Regions from separate parts of the Mus musculus genome. Here all the other regions are linked to region 3. Evidence: chromatin contacts called from public Hi-C data. All regions are on one chromosome and are shown on one strand. The core of a region is the stretch at or near the end of the contact, and the rest is flanking DNA. Distances in the headings are between cores, read along the strand shown. Region 1 holds the start of Bmi1 (Bmi1 polycomb ring finger oncogene). Region 2 holds the start of Skida1 (SKI/DACH domain containing 1). Region 3 holds the start of 4930412O13Rik (RIKEN cDNA 4930412O13 gene).

What was found. A called contact is a pair of places that touch in the nucleus more often than the background predicts.
Region 1: a Hi-C map of embryonic stem cells shows a contact between it and region 3, with 25 times the contacts expected there. The contact joins the promoter of Bmi1 here to the promoter of 4930412O13Rik in region 3. A contact is called at or near these places in 4 of 39 promoter capture datasets (cranial neural crest, embryonic stem cells, maxillary cranial neural crest and 1 more), 10 of 484 Hi-C or Micro-C datasets (CD4 T cells, embryonic stem cells, gonadal supporting cells and 1 more) and 1 of 115 datasets of contacts at active chromatin or transcription factors (embryonic stem cells).
Region 2: a Hi-C map of embryonic stem cells shows a contact between it and region 3, with 14 times the contacts expected there. The contact joins the promoter of Skida1 here to the promoter of 4930412O13Rik in region 3. A contact is called at or near these places in 2 of 39 promoter capture datasets (cranial neural crest and embryonic stem cells) and 7 of 484 Hi-C or Micro-C datasets (all in embryonic stem cells).

The regions. Positions count from the first base shown.
Region 1 is chr2:18,675,659-18,678,465 of GRCm38.p6, reverse strand. Bmi1 (Bmi1 polycomb ring finger oncogene) reads right to left here and starts at 1,448. Exons shown (of 10, transcript NM_007552.4): 1 at 997-1,448. It overlaps Commd3 (COMM domain containing 3), which reads right to left. Exons shown (of 8, transcript NM_147778.4): 8 at 2,235-2,599. The coding sequence ends at 2,540.
Region 2 is chr2:18,046,785-18,050,031 of GRCm38.p6, reverse strand. Skida1 (SKI/DACH domain containing 1) reads left to right here and starts at 1,583. Exons shown (of 1, transcript NM_028317.3): 1 at 1,583-3,247. The coding sequence starts at 1,693.
Region 3 is chr2:9,879,909-9,882,834 of GRCm38.p6, reverse strand. It overlaps 4930412O13Rik (RIKEN cDNA 4930412O13 gene), which reads right to left and starts at 1,589. Exons shown (of 5, transcript NR_024257.1): 1 at 1,156-1,589; 2 at 894-1,069; 3 at 1-292. It also overlaps a transcript of Gata3 not described here.

The DNA.
Region 1 (2,807 bases), core at 199-2,698, 8.8 Mb before region 3:
CAATCAACGCGTTAGTGCTCCTTCTCCGAAGCATCCATCCCCTTACTTCATGACCTATTCTGACATTTAGCAAAATCTATAAAATGCAATGGACCTAAGTCTCAGCTCATCCCACAGCAAAGGGGAAAGTTGTAGTGTCTTCGAGAGAAAAGAAGAAAAAAGGAGGGGTGAGAGTGGAGAGAGAAAGGGCGCTCAGCAAGGCTAACGTACAGTCACCGGCTTCACTCCAAAACAAAGCTCAAATTTTAAATGCCCACCTCCTTGAGAGCTCGCCCCAAGTACGTATGGAACCCCTGTCCTCGACTCCCAACAAATACCACCTTGAAAACTTTACCCTTTCCAACACAAATGCACAAGACCTTGGAAACAACTGGGAACCGCCATCTTACCAGCCATCCAATTTCACACAAGTGTCCCTCCAACTTAAGTTAATAACATTTTTGTCGGGGCTCCCCCCAGCCTAACACCCACCTCGTCGGGATCGCTGTTCCCCACAGTACCCATCCCTATAAAATGGGGGCGTTCCCTGGAGGTTCAAAGACCTCCAGAGCCCTTTCTTCGGGAGAGGAGGGAAGCCACTGGACCCAGGCAGCGCCCGATCTCGGGATCCCGTCCCCGTTTCAGCAAAGTCTACCTCTCAACAAAGGGCGCAGCGGCCGCGGGAGCCGCGCAGGCTGGAGACACAAGTGCCGCTCTCGGGGACCATGTGCGGCGCGAGGGTGCCGAGGGGCGCTCGGGGGAGCGGGGAACTAAAACGTGGGGCGGCGCGGCGCGGCCGGGCGCGGGCGGCGGCCGGAGCGGCTGGAGCGCGGTCAGGCGGCGCTGGTGCGGGCTGCGGGGCGTCCGGCGCCGCGGGAGGCGGCGGGCGCGCGGGCGCGGGCGCGGGGCGCGGGCCGGTTGCCCACGCTGTCAGCGCCTCCGCCCCCCCCCCTCCACGCCGCCCCGACCCCCACCAGTCCCCGGCCACGGCCCGTCGGCGCCTCGCCTCCTACGTACCCGGAAAGAGCGGCCGGCGCGAGGCGATCTGAGCGGGCGGAAAAGACAATGAAAGTTAAAAGTCGTTCAGCATAAAATGAATGCGAGCCAAGCGGCCATCTTGGAGCGAGCCGCCGCCGCCGCTGTCAATGGGCACCGAGCGCGGCCGAGAGCAGCCACGGCCGCCGCGCTCCGCTCATGCCGCTCCCCCGCCGGCCTCCTGCTCGCGCGCTGCGGCCTCCTCCTCCCGCGCGGCCTCCTCCGCCTCCGCGCGGCCTCCGCCGCCGCCTCCTCGGGGCCTCTCCTCCTCCTCGGCGCAGCCGCCGCCTCCCGGCCGCGCTCGGGGGAGGGCGCGCAGAGGGGCCGAGCCGTATTATTCTGCGGGGCCGGGAGGTGTTGCTAAGCCTGCGCGGGGCTCCCTCGCCAACCTCCCCATTGTCTCTCCCGATCTCTGCCTTTAATACTACGATTATGATTTCAGACTCGCGTGGGGGAGGCGGGCTGGCGGGCGGGCGGGGGGCGCCGAGTGTGCTTGCGGGCCGGGTGGCGGGGGAGGGGAGGGAGGACCAGGAGGGGGAGGGGAGGGTGGAAAAAAATGCACGGCTGAAGGCAGAGTGGAAACTGACACCGGCTCCAAAATGGCTCGGAGTCCGCCCGCCCCCTCCCCCGCCCCCCGCCGGGTCACGTGCTCCCCTCATTCCTTAAGGGCGGCCTGGGAATTAGTGTCGGTGTAGTCGGGCCCGTGGCCGCCCCCTCCCCTCGCAGCGCGCCGCGAGCCGCGCGCCCAGCCCCCTCCCCTCCCCGCGCAGCGCGCCGGGGCCGCGACGGAGGCATTTCTCCACAGCGCCACACGCCGCTCTCCCGGCGCGGCCCGCTCGGCCCCGCACGCCGCCCCGCCCCCCACCATGTCTCCTGCTTCTGGCGCACACGTCCGCGGGGCCCGCCGCCGGGGGCGCCCGGCCGCTGCCCCGGCTCGGCCCTGCCGAACCTGCGCCGGATCGGGCCCGCGGAAACAACAGCGGCCGCCCCGCCCGCTGGCGGCCGGGAAGAGGCGCGCGCGGGCAGCGGCCGGGCTGGCTCCGCTCGCGGGGTCGGGCGGGCCGGGCGCAGGTAACGGGCGGGCCGGGCAGCGAGCACGGCCCGGCCGCACACCTTTCCCGAAACACTTAACCTGGGGCAAGGCAGGCGTCCGAGCCCACGCAGGGCAGATGTGCTTGGCACACTCAGTCGTCAAAGTCACACACAAACTCCAAACAGAATGCCGCCCTTCTTGTGGGAATACCACCGTATTTATTCAGGGTACGATACTTTAATAGGGCTTGAAGACGCTCAAGATAGAAGGAACGCAAGAGTAATACTGAAAATCCAGATGCTTAAGAGTCTCCCTCTTAACCATTTCACATGTGTAAAAAAAGTGTCAAAATTGATGGTTGGCATCACTTCAAAAGGGTGCTAGCTCTTTTTCCACTGAAAATGACATCCAGCTCGCGCGAACGATGGTCCAGCAGGAGACAAGGCGCGTCTGGTTTTCCTCTAGGCTCCTGGGGTCATCAGCCTCCCCAAATTACAACTGAGTTGCTCTTTCCAGGCTTTTTGAAGCATCCTTAAGTTTCCCCACCAAGTCCTAAAAGATGTACAATCATGTCACAACTTGGGCATACAAGTGAGGAAGCAGCAACTCTGAAGCAGCTGCAAGAACACAGTCGGAAGGAAGAACACCTAAGGAGTCCACGGGAGCTCAACAGCTCGCAAAGCCCTTTGGAAAAGAAGCGCTTCTTCTGCTGGATCTGGTCCTCCAATCAGGTATTCAAGTTCTAGTTAAAAGGGAATTT
Region 2 (3,247 bases), core at 334-2,833, 8.2 Mb before region 3:
TGCAAGTGGAAAGACCCTTCCTCTCACTTGGCAATATTTTGGATATCCTTGAAAACGACAGCAAACCATGCTAGTGACTAAGAAGAGGTTAAAGCAGACTGATCTTCATCCAAAGTGATTTTTCTTAAGACAAATGTCTGGCTTTCACAGGGGAAACATGGGAGCCGTGGAAGAGTCCTCTAACCCTCCAGTCAAACCATCACCAACCACTGAAATGGTCCGCTGCGCCATAGAGCAGCACTTTCTTTTCATTGTTTTTATGTAAAACTTCTGGGATCACCTTGGGGAGCCGTCCCTTTCCTTCCCTTTGCTGCAGAAGGAAGTATCTGCTCCCTGGAATTCGGACCTGTGGACAAGCTTCCAGCTCAGGCCGGTGCTGGGCACTCTAGAATGACCTCACCTCTACTCCAGGCTAGTTAATGGTGAAAAGTGTACTCATCTCTGGCTTATCTGTGCTTTGTTATGGGCCTGACGAGAAACTACCTTCCCCCTGCCCCACTCCTCAGCAAAGAAGCGAAATCCAATTGAATTGTTACATGTTCCTGAGGTGGAGCCTCGAACTGCTTTCTTGGTCAAATAACTTTGTTTCTGGTTGTAAAAGGCATGGGGGGTGGGGGGACTCGAGAGAAATTGCCAACGTAAGTCTGTACTGGGCTGGGTCACCTCAGGGTTTAACTTTAGAGCTCCCAGCCAGTCTCCTCCACTCCCAGAAGGGAAATACCAGGCTATTCTGCACGTTTTCCCTTAAGCTTCATTTTCCAAAGAAAAGAAGGGTGGGGTATATCTATTTGAGCTTGATAATGTTTTTTAAATGCTTTCCTTTGAAACGATAATAGCTGTATCGGTAAAATGCAAATAAAGCAAAAATAGGCAGTATTTCTTTAAAGGGGAATATACGGTTCTCTCTCTCTCTCTCTCTCTCTCTCTCTCTCTCTCTCTCTCTCTCTCTCTCTCTCTCTCTCGTACATACACTGCTTCTGATGAAGTCTGTGAGTCAGGCTGTTTCTGAGCTCCGATAGTTTAATGGAAAGATTTATATACCGGCTGTATTATTTACTTTGGGAGGGGAGGTGGCAGTATAAGGGTATGCTAATTAGTAGGAGATTTTGGGGGGAAGGGGTGGAATATCAATTTTTATTGCATCACCTGTCAGGAGTGTCCAATCAGCGTTGGCTTTAGGGGAATTAATTGATGAAGGTGTCTCCGGACGAGCTCACTTCACTCTGTCATTTTATTTGTAGCTAAAGCAGCGGCGGGAATAGCAGCTGCATTTCTTTTCTCTTTCTCCCTTCACATTCCATTATCATAGTGCTCCAATGGAGAAGGAAGGAGTAGCGGGGCCCAGGTACTGATCCGCATCGAGGACTCAGACCAACACACTGGCAGAGCTGAAACCGGATGGTCTTTTCCCTCTTTTTTAAAAAAACGAAAACCAAAAAAAAAAAAAAAAAAAAAAAAAGCGAGAATCAAGTCAGTGTAATTTCTTGGGGTTTTTCTTCCCCCCCCCCAACCCCCCAGTAATTCGCCTAGAGTTTGGCACTCCCTTCGCCGGGAATAACAGTCTTTGTTATTTTATTAGCAGGATGCCTTGAGACACACGCAGCATCTGGCGGAGGATTAACATACATACATGTGTATGTATGCGTCACGTATATATTTACTGCAAATGGTGGGGATCATTTAGTGCCCGAGATGGGAGACCTGAAGTCAGGTTTCGAAGAGGTGGATGGCGTGAGGCTCGGCTACCTCATCATTAAAGGGAAGCAAATGTTTGCTCTCTCCCAAGTCTTCACAGATCTGCTGAAAAACATCCCGAGGACGACCGTGCACAAGCGCATGGATCATCTGAAAGTGAAAAAGCACCACTGCGATCTGGAGGAGTTGCGGAAACTCAAAGCAATCAACAGTATCGCCTTCCACGCGGCCAAATGCACGCTCATCTCCCGGGAAGACGTAGAAGCGCTCTACACATCCTGCAAAACCGAGCGTGTGCTCAAGACCAAGCGAAGGAGAGTCGGTCGGGCCCTGGCCACAAAGGCGCCGCCGCCAGAGCGCGCCGCCGCCGCCAGCCCCCGCCCGGCTTTTTGGAAGGACAAGCACCAACTTTGGCGGGGCCTGAGCGGAGCCGCGCGGCCCCTGCCAATCAGCGCGCAGTCCCAGCGTCCGGGCGCCGCCGCCGCGCGCCCCGCCGCCCATCTACCTCAGATTTTTAGCAAATACCCGGGCTCCCACTACCCGGAGATCGTTCGCTCGCCTTGCAAATCCTCTTTAAACTATGAAACTGCCCAGCTCCAGGGAAACTACGTCGCCTTCCACTCGGACCCCGCTTATTTTCGGAGCCTGCTGTGCAGCAAGCACCCGGCTGCAGCCGCCGCCGCCGCCGCCGCCGCTGCTGCTGCCGCCGCCGCCGCCGCCTACTACCAGACTGCCGGGCCTCAGCCCAAGGCGGCGACCGGCGCGGGAGGCCCAGTGAGCCTGACTTACCGCTGCAAGCGCAAGCGCGGGGGCGCCAAGAACTGCCTGCTCCCGCCTCACGCCGGAGCCCGGCGCCTGCTGCTGCTGCCCAGATCCTACAAAGCCAAGGCGGCGGCGGCGGCAGCAGCGGCGGCTGCTGCTGCGGCGGCGGCGGCCGGGGCCACTTGCTTGGAGAGGTTTCATCTGGTCAACAGCTTCTGCCCGCCTCCCCACCACCACCATCACCATCACCACCATCATCATCACCATCACCACCGAGCCCAGCAGCCAACGCCGAGTCACCACCCCTCTCATCACCACCGGCCGCAACCCCATCTAGGAAGCTTTCCCGAGAGTTGTAGCAGCGACTCCGAGTCCAGCTCCTACTCCGACCATGCAGCCAATGACTCGGATTTTGGCTCCAGTTTGTCCAGCTCCAGCAACTCGGTGTCCTCAGAGGAAGAGGAGGAGGAAGGAGAGGAGGAGGAGGAAGAGGAGGAGGAGGAAGAGGGGGGCAGCGGGGCCTCGGATTCCAGTGAAATCAGCTCGGAGGAGGAGGATTCTTCCACCGAGTCAGACTCCAGCTCCGGGTCCAGCCAAGTGTCAGTGCAGAGCATCCGTTTCAGGCGCACCAGCTTCTGCAAGCCTCCCAGCGTGCAGGCGCAGGCCAACTTCTTGTACCATCTGGCCTCCGCCGCCGCTGCAACCAAACCCGCTGCTTTCGAGGATGCCGGCCGACTTCCCGACCTCAAGAGTAGTGTCAAAGCCGAGTCACCAGAGGAGTGGAGTCTGC
Region 3 (2,926 bases), core at 340-2,839:
AGCGACCACGGTCTTTTCACTTCGTTTTCTATTAATCAATCGCATGGAAGGAAGATTGATCGAGCTGGAATGGGAAGTGACTTTTTCCCTAGTCCTTGGGTCGTCGGGGTCCCGGGCTGTGAATTTAATTTCTGGCCTTCGGTGCTGCTCTGCTTTCTCCCCGACCTCCCAGCCCTTCAGGTTCCGGGCTTCACTTCAGTCGGTAACCGCGCCATCAGATCCGCCCAGGCCGGCGCCTTGGCTCCGGGAGGAGGGACAAGGCAGCACGCCCCGCTCCGCTTCGTTTTCCAGCCTGCAAACATTTGCTGCCTCTAGGAGAATCCTACTATTCCGCTTGCGCTCGGCGTGCAAAGTCCCTAAGTAAACACGCTCAAATGACAGCCCTAGGCATTCCGAGGCACGCTTTCTACCCCTGCCCAGGATTAGTAACTATAGTACTTCGACCCCCGGGGTTTGGCTTTGCAGGTCACTCTCTGGAGGGCTGCGCTCAACAACCCCCCCACCCCCGCGACCCCCAAAGTAGCATCTTTTCGCATCTCGGCCCCGCGGAGCTCGCCTGGTCTCTCTCGGAGTCAGGTTCGGGTTGTTGACTCTGGGTGGATTTCTACCTTCTGGGTCCATGGCCCCAAGTGATGAGGCCCAATCACTCGCTAAACCTTTTTTTTCAATCAGGGCTTCCAAATTCTGAAGGGGACCGGTTGTGTCTACTTCTAGAGGGATGGGGTCGCCCTAGTGAAGGCGAGTGGGAGGGACCTGAGGATGGGCAAGTGTGTGTGTGTGTGTGTGTGTGTGTGTGTGTGTGTGTGTAGGGGGGTGAGGGGTGTCTCAGCTTACTCCACGCATAGAGTAAGTCAGATCCATTTCTTACCCTTTCCCCAAGAGGGCACACATACCCTGCTCAACTTGACGCCTCCAGCAGCAGCCTCAAGGCCTGGGTTTTCAGATAGGCCAAATTGACTCCGGCTATCCAAGTACAACAGCCCCAGATCCCGGTTCTAGCTGAGCCTTTGCCTGCTCCGCTCCAGATGCTGAGTCCCCAGGGAACCGTAGCGTTCGTCAGCCCCTTACCCTATAGAGAGAGGCCTCATGAACTGCAGGAGCCAAAGACTCCAGGCAGCAGCGGCAACAGCATTCTCCTTGATGGCTTTCTCTTGCCTTTCCCCCAGCTCCGCCAGATGCTCCAGGGGAAGAAGGGGAATGCGGTACACCGAGCCAGACCCGGTGTGCCTTGGGGTTGTGGTGGTGGTGGCACCCCAGGTCTTTAAGGGGGCACCCAGACGTCCCTTAACGAGGCCCGGATCAGCTTTGTAGCTCTCTGGAACTGAAGGATTGGGACCACCTTTCCCTCCGGCCTCAAGCCCCCTCCCCTCCCCCACCACCCGCCAAGGGAAGAGGAAGCCCGGCCTGCATTTGCGAGCAAGGCGGGTCAGACCGGCGCCTGTCCTGGCCCAGACCCCCGGAGTCCAGCTCTCCGCCTCAGGCCACGCGCCGCAGCCTCTCCGGACTCGATCCCTTCCCCCTTCTTCCCGGTGGGTCTCGGAGCCGACCTCGGCCCTCCCTCTCCGGTATCCCCCTCCTCTCTTTTTCCCTCCCCCTCCCCTGCTCTGTGTTTCTGACTCTGGGGCCGGCCCGTGACGTCAAACCCAGTGTGGCGTCGGCGAGACTGGCCGGCGCGGGCCATCAAAAGAGCAACGTCCTCTTTCCCAATTACCCACTGTCAGTCCGGGAACAGGGGCGGACCGGCTGGGAATTACATGTTAAATACCCCCTACAGGCTGGATCCAGTGCCCGGGGCGCCTAGCCTCAGGCCCCCTACCCCTCTCTGCCAACCCTAAACTACCTCAGACCTGGAGGGGCCTATTAGATATTTTGTTTTTCCAAGGGAGGGGAGTGTCTTTGCATCCAGTCTAGCTCCTCTGGTGATTGAATTAAGACGAATAATCCTCTCCATCCCCACTACTACATCTATTAGAGAGGCGCCCCTACTAGGGAAGCCATCCTTTTCAGAAGTATATTCTTTTTCAGTCTTTAAAAATACGTTCTAAGCCGTATAGACTAACATGTTCAGTTCTTGGCGTCAGCAGCTTTCTTTCTTGTCTCCAGAAGGATTTCTTTTGCGCATTAAAAAAATTATTATTATTATCATCTACATCTCGGTGCCCGGGACCAAAGAGATATGCTTACTCGAGACTTTTCTCGAAGCTGTGAACTAGGGACTGGCTGACTGATGCCTTATACAACTCATGAGTGATACAGCAATAGTATTTTTCCCTTTTAAACTCTCATTCTAGATCTTAATCCCGGGCCTTTTAGCAAAAATGTGTGTGCGGTCTTCTCTGCTTGTTTATGGAATGGTTTCCGGTGAATGTTAGACAGCAACTAAATAATTAAAAGGTTTTGAGAGCGCCGTGAGCTGGAAGAGATGCTGGCAGCTTGATTGGCCCAGGAGAGATGGGTTGGTCAAAGAGTGAAAGTAAAAAAATCGATATTCTAAGACTGGGCCGCCCTCATAAACGTGGGACCAAGGGGTGCAGGGTGAACTCAGAAGGGAGGGAAGACTCGTTTTTAAAAAAAAGGTATCTTCGTAATTTGTATTTAGAAATTCAGCCTTGATTTCAGTCAAAGATCAGATGTAAAAGGGGGGGGGGTGTCAGGAGAAGCTCCAAACCCAAGCCCGCAGGGCACATTTCTAAATAAATTTTGTCTTCTTCAAGGGTTGTATTGTAAAAAGAACGCACCTTCCCTCTCCCCGCACTCCACTGGCTTCAAGGTAGATATTGATGGCTTTTCTCCACAGTAGAATAGAAGAAGTTACTTGGAACTTTTAAGAAAGGGCTTGTCGGGAATCCAAGTTTTGAATAAGTGGGAAATATTATGGGGTAAAGAAATGAAGAGGGGATGACGCCTTCAGTTCCAGTAACCCTCT